2 separate regions of the Mus musculus genome follow, and region 2 is linked to region 1. The links are chromatin contacts, called in public promoter capture Hi-C maps. All regions are on one chromosome and are shown on one strand. The core of a region is the stretch at or near the end of the contact, and the rest is flanking DNA. Distances in the headings are between cores, read along the strand shown. Region 1 overlaps Pde4d (phosphodiesterase 4D, cAMP specific). Region 2 overlaps Pde4d (phosphodiesterase 4D, cAMP specific).

Region 1 (3,100 bases), core at 527-3,026:
GCTTCATGTGTCAGCAGAATGTCACCTTGAGAAAGCATGACATTTGAGAAAGTCCCTTAGGCTCTGAGCATTCCATTCTGTAAAGAGTGAGTCAAGACAGTGAAAACAGAAGGCCACTGTTGACTAGTGAGATGGTTCAATGGATCAAGTGCTTACTGTCCACATGTAAGGACCAGAGTTCAGAATTCCCAGTGCCCACGTAAAGGCCAGACATGATGGTATGTATATTTCTGTAACCTTGGTACTGGTCGGGGGCTGGGAAGACAGACAACTCACTTGTTAGCCAGCCTAGCTGAAACCACAAGTTCTAGGTTCAGGGAGAGACCGTGTCTCAAACCATAAAGTAGAGAGATATTGAAAAGATAAGAGACAGTCTCCACAGGTACAATTTAGCATTCACTGTTCCCCCAAACACAGATATACCATACATGATGTTGCTATTATGAACCCACTGGGCATGGACATGAGAGCTTGGTCAGTGTTGTTGCCCTCTGATACATACTTGGGAGTTGTCATGTCTTATATAGCCTGTATGTATAATCCAGGTTATTCATCTTTCAACCCTAATACATACATACAAACATACAACCTTACATACACACACACACACACACACACACACACACACACACACACACACACACACATATATATATATATATATATATATATATATATACATACATACACAGAGAGAGACAGAGAGATACACATGTATCCATGTATATATGCAGTACAAATTTTATAAGACACTATCCCTAACCTGTTGTCTTTGCTATGTTTATAGGGCGATAATTCTCAAACCATAGGAGACACAATCTAATAGCCTATCAAGTGATTATCAGACCACTCTAGTTAACTTATGGCTTAGAAGGATTTTTGAACTATTGCCTAAAAGATTGGAGTGAAGTTAGACACCATCGAATTTTGTGTGATATGAGTAAAGAAAGATAGAAAGTGAGTAAGGGGCTAAAACAGACAAAAGGAAAATTAAATCTCTGGCAAATGAGAAAATCATTGTTACTTTCCTATTAGTTATTCTTTCGTTTTTAGCACTCTGAACCACATCCCTTTCCCCCACCCCAGAGTTGAAGACATTTTCTCTCTGCTGAAGACGTCAGCATTAAAGTAGCAATTCAATAGCCGTAGCTGAAAGAGCAGGGTGGGTAGTGAAGCACGTGACAGACATGAGATAGCCCACATTATTGGCTTATGGTTTTCTGTTTTCCTTTTTGTTTCTTTCTTTCTTCTTTCGTTCTTTCTCTCCTTTTGTTTCCACAGTCAGTAGTTGAGAATGCATAATTTTAACAATCTGAGAGAGACCTAAAAAACTAAAGCTTAATTTGCGTACATTGTGGGCACACACTAGGATTTCTAGTTGCAAATTTCCTTCTCAATCAAAATATTCGTAATCGAATTTAATTTTCACTTATAAGTTCTAAGGTATCACTTAGAATTCAAGAATCCTATCACTAGAGACAATAAAAGACATTAAAATAGAAAGCCAAGAGGCAAATAAGGTATATTTAATAAAATCAGAAGTTCTCCTAATTAAAAACAACCTTAGTCTAAGCCTGACCTTCTGCCTACAATGGCCTGGATTTACAACTGTGCTTGATTGATGGATGAACAAGAAGAACTCTCATAATTATCAGCCATAAGTTTATTATCCAGTGTTTACAAATAGACTTTTTGGTCCTACCAGGATCTAGACCCAAGCTTTGAGTCTGGTCTTCTGAGAAGAGCTGTTACAAAGAGGAAGAGAAAGTACTGTAAGAAGGTCAGCTGCTGTGCAACTGCCGTAGAAAGTGCGCAGATACGGACTGAATTTTGCTTACCAGACTGAGAATGATACTGCTGTTCTATAAAAGACGTAATACGGTCTGTGCATACATCAGTAGCATTTACTGTTCAAAACGGATCTCTGTCTGTACACGTTACTTCTAGGTTTTGTTTCTGTAGTTTCAATTTAAAAGTTCAGACAAAAAGTGGCCAGAGAGAAATACTTTCCCTTTGTGAAACAGCAAGCCATTTGTCTTTCTTCAAATGTTCATTCATTGGATTAATTGTTTAAAATACTGTGTAATTTTGAACATATGCAAATTACACTATTACATGGTCATTTATACTTTGCACCATTCTATGAAGAAAATATAGCAATCAAAAAAAAAATGAAATGAGCTAGCTCATAAGTCGCATATTTGGACTATCGAGTTATAACCCAACTCTGTCTGCTAGACTGCAGCCTTTGGGAGCTGATACTTGGGAGCATATTGCCCAACAAAAGAAGTGCAGGAGCCTCAAAGGAAAAACAGGCTCAATATTGATTTAAGGGGTTATAATCACCCCATTTCACCTCTTAATAGAGATGAGCTGTCAGCATCACCACAGCAGTTTATTACAAAGCACTTAAACATCTGGTCCTTAGAAAATGAAATAAGTAAATAATTAATCATTATCCACAATTACTAGTCCAAAACCTTTTTCAACAGAGTTTGTTGACTACTGTAAGTCCCCATTCTCCAAGTCAGTTGAGCCCATTCCAAAGGGAGTACAAAGAAATTCAAATAGAATGCCCTCCTAAACTTTGAAACTACCTGTCTTCATTGCATTCAACACAACTTTATGCATCTTGTACAGATTTATAAAATCTTACATTTCTCACAAATCATATTATGCAAAGTTCATCATGTATGTGTGTGTGTATATATGTGTGTATGTAAAAACTACAAACCCATGTTAGTATTTACCCTTCTTGATAGACTCTGTCATGTAACTCAACATCAGAGTATATTGAGGCTTCTCAGGAGTCTTCTTAATTGCTGCTGGGTGGAACTTAAATTCCTAGAAAGCTGACCTGTGTATTCCTTCTTTGACCATGGAAGACCCATTTCTGAATTGCCAGGCTACCATTGTATTCTCATAACTTGACAGGAGAAAACACGAAGGCATAGAGTGCTTGTTTATTCTGTCAGGAGAACCCTTATCTTTGCTTAGCTAGGCAGTAAAAAGGCTAAAATGTGTAATGGAAAGACGCCTTTGTAATAAAATCCTCCAGCGAATATTTCGAATGTAGCTTCAAACAAGAAAGACACATTCC
Region 2 (3,039 bases), core at 233-2,732, 460 kb before region 1:
GGCTTGCTGCCCAAATTATTAGGGAGCAAACAGGCAGAGCTGGAATCTGAAACCAAGTTCCCCTGACGACAAACATCTATGTTCTTTCCACTCTGCAGAGCTGCTGTAAGCACTAATAGTGCGTGCGCCGGGCCAGGCCAGCAAGTAAACGCCACTCATCTGCCTTACATAGAAAGTTCAGCAAAAATATTTCCAAAAGCCAAGAATACTGAACAATAACAAAAGAAAAAAACATTTGGTATTTTCCACGGGACAAGATCATAAACCCACTATTACATTAGCTGCTGTGTCCAATTTAACTAATATCCTAGTGAATATCACGGATGTGTCTGCCCTTTAAGAAAGTCTCTAGGTCCATCACCCAACTGTTGGAGTGAAGAAACTGTTTTCCTATTCCTGACATCCCTTCAAAGCATCGTCTCCTGGCCTTGGTTGTGGGGAAGGAGGGAAGCTTGAATCATGCTAAGGACACTCACTCTTTTATCCAACTAAGCCTTAACATTTTGATTGTTTTTAAAAAAGGGCGGGATAGTTCATACTCTACCATAGAAGCTACCATTTTCCTATAAATCAAATTGATTGACTGATGATAGCTGAAAGCATTCTCTTAGTAATTGATTTATTTAATGAAACATAGAAGCAAGGGGTGAGGGGTCAGTTTATGCGAGCCAACACAGAAAGCTGACACAGGAACGGAACCAATGACACTGTTGGCTTTTTTCCCTGTAGTCTCTCATGTCTTGCTACATTATAAACAAAGACCTTACATGTCAATGAAGTGAAAATCCTTATAGCAATGTTTCCAGACCAGAGAGATGCACATACTCACACACTCACACACACACACAGATGTGTGCAAAACTTAAAGCATTTTAAGCAAGTGTTTTGTTTTGTTTTTCTATTACTACTTATAAGCAAAGAGAGAATTTTTTTCTAGCTGTGGTACTATATTTTATGTTTTTATCTTTTATGTGAGGCTCTAGAGACAAAAAAAAAAGAACAAAAAAAGCAAACAAACAAAAAAAAAAGCTTTCCCAAATCTACCTTTATTAAGAAGTTGGAAACATAAGACACCAAACTCAAAATATCAAGAAGCCAAGTTCCCAGCTTCTATGGCTATACAAGAGCTTTTCTCTTAAAATTTATATATTTATTGAGGCATATATATGTATATATATGAACTCTTAAGAATCCTCTTTTTTATGTTTTAACAGCTAAAACTATTTTAATTGTCACTACTTAAAATGTCTCTTGCAACTAACTTAGCTTCCTTCATAATGGGATTTCGGTCCTTCTGAGTTCCCTTATACTTTTGTGGGGCAGGGCTGGAATATCTTAAGTTTCAGCTACAGCTGTGAACAACCCATCTTCCTTCCTGCAAACCTCCTGGCCGGAAGAAAACCGTTATCTGAAGTCAACAGCAAGTGCTAGCCTGTGCTATGCGCTGGCACCCATACGGCAGCAGGGGGAGCCAGTGGGAAAATAGTTGAGAAGAACCAGGCTCCAGAAGAGAAGCTTAATTTGTTCTCAAAGCAGAGGAAGAGAGCAGCAATGGACCAAAAAGACAAACTAAGACTAACAGAGAACGCGTCACTACGTGTGCAAAGCCGATGTGGGTGCCTTTGAAGGGAGCCACGGAAAAACCTTAAGTCTTTGCAAAGGATGCTCGAATCCCAATTTCAAGACCAAGTTACAGTTCGCTGGAAAGCCCAGTGCTTTTCAAGAGTGCTGAGCTACCAAACTGCCCCCAAAATGTGAGAGCAGACACAAGCTAGTATTTTTAGATTGATATGTTTTAGGGCTATTTCAAAAGGATTTCATTTTTCTCCTGCAAGCATCACTGATCTTACATGGAAGACGCAGTAAAATGAGCATTATTAGATCATGAGAGGGTTGTTGCAAGGTTGGAACAGAAATTTCTTTGAACCCCGGGGACCAGACTTCTGCCGGCTCTCATGCAGACACCTCCCAACCCTTATCTGACCCCTTTGGGGTGTGTGTGTGACCAGAAACACCATGAAAGTATCTTAAAGTATTTTACTTTGAAAGTATTTTAGCTTTGCAAAATCTGTATAGAAGGACAGCAATGTGCCCCCCAGACTCATACATATGTATGTCTTGAAGGCTAGCAAGGCCTATATTTCCAGCTACAGTATAGCAGAAAAACACCTCATTCTATCTGGAATTTAAATGTGAACTTAAGAAATGCCTGGACATCTCCTTAGAACCTCAAACTATTCTAGCTATTTGTGGATGATAAAGACATATTACAAAAATCTATGACACATAGAATTTCTACCAAAAATTACTCTTGTGCAGTAAACTAATAAAATCGAATATTTCAGACAAAAAAAGGAACTCAAGAAAACTTGACCCCAAACTCTTATATTGCCCTTTCAAAATGGTTATTGTTATGCCTCAGATTATACTAAAGGAAAGTGTAGCTTAAAAAGTTTACATTATGATTTTTTTTAATAACTCAGTGAAGAAGAGAATAAAACACAGAGTGAACTTCTAGGTCTGTCCGCCTCTAAAGCGCTGAGGCCTCACTGAAATTGCCCTCAATTGCTGGTTCCGGGGTAGGGGATGGGGGTGGGGAGGGAAATCTGTACAACTCTTAGGCAGATTAATGTGCATTTGAGAGTAAATGCTGTAGATGTAATCACTCAAATTAAATGCCATCTGGAATCTCTTACGCCTCCAATACAAGCATCTAGCATGTGTTACAGCCACCCCTTGCCTTGGCCAAGATTTCAACCATATTCTTGTCCTGAGCAAGCAGTCTGTGTACACTGTGACAGCAACACAGAAAATATGTTGTCTGCTAGACATCACCTTAAAGCTACTAATCATTGCCAATTTCTTTTTATTGAGATCTTTTAACTATATGAATTCTCTGTTAGCAGGCTTAAAGATCTGGCTTCCCCGCTTTCTGCCTGCCAAATCACCTCCATAATAGATCCTGTCTGTTATCAGTTTAAAAAAAATCTAGACGTCTTATTCGTGCATTATTGTGTTTTTAATATTAGGAAAAAAATG

What was found. Promoter capture Hi-C pulls out the DNA fragments that hold promoters and counts their contacts.
Region 2: a promoter capture Hi-C map of pre-B cells shows a contact between it and region 1, with 2.4 times the contacts expected there. The contact joins two enhancer-like sites.

What each region holds. Positions count from the first base shown.
Region 1 is chr13:109,445,032-109,448,131 of GRCm38.p6, reverse strand. The region is part of intron 3 of Pde4d (phosphodiesterase 4D, cAMP specific); the gene reads right to left. Among named protein-coding and RNA genes, the nearest start is that of Gm32703, 5.6 kb to the right of the region's middle. Within about 2 kb of position 1,776, at least 27 of the 459 cell types and tissues checked have an H3K27ac peak or open chromatin away from gene starts, as enhancers often do. A contact at or near this core is called in pre-B cells, where this site is marked.
Region 2 is chr13:109,906,219-109,909,257 of GRCm38.p6, reverse strand. The region is part of intron 8 of Pde4d (phosphodiesterase 4D, cAMP specific); the gene reads right to left. Among named protein-coding and RNA genes, the nearest start is that of Mir1904, 3.9 kb to the right of the region's middle. Within about 2 kb of position 1,482, at least 55 of the 459 cell types and tissues checked have an H3K27ac peak or open chromatin away from gene starts, as enhancers often do. A contact at or near this core is called in pre-B cells, where this site is marked.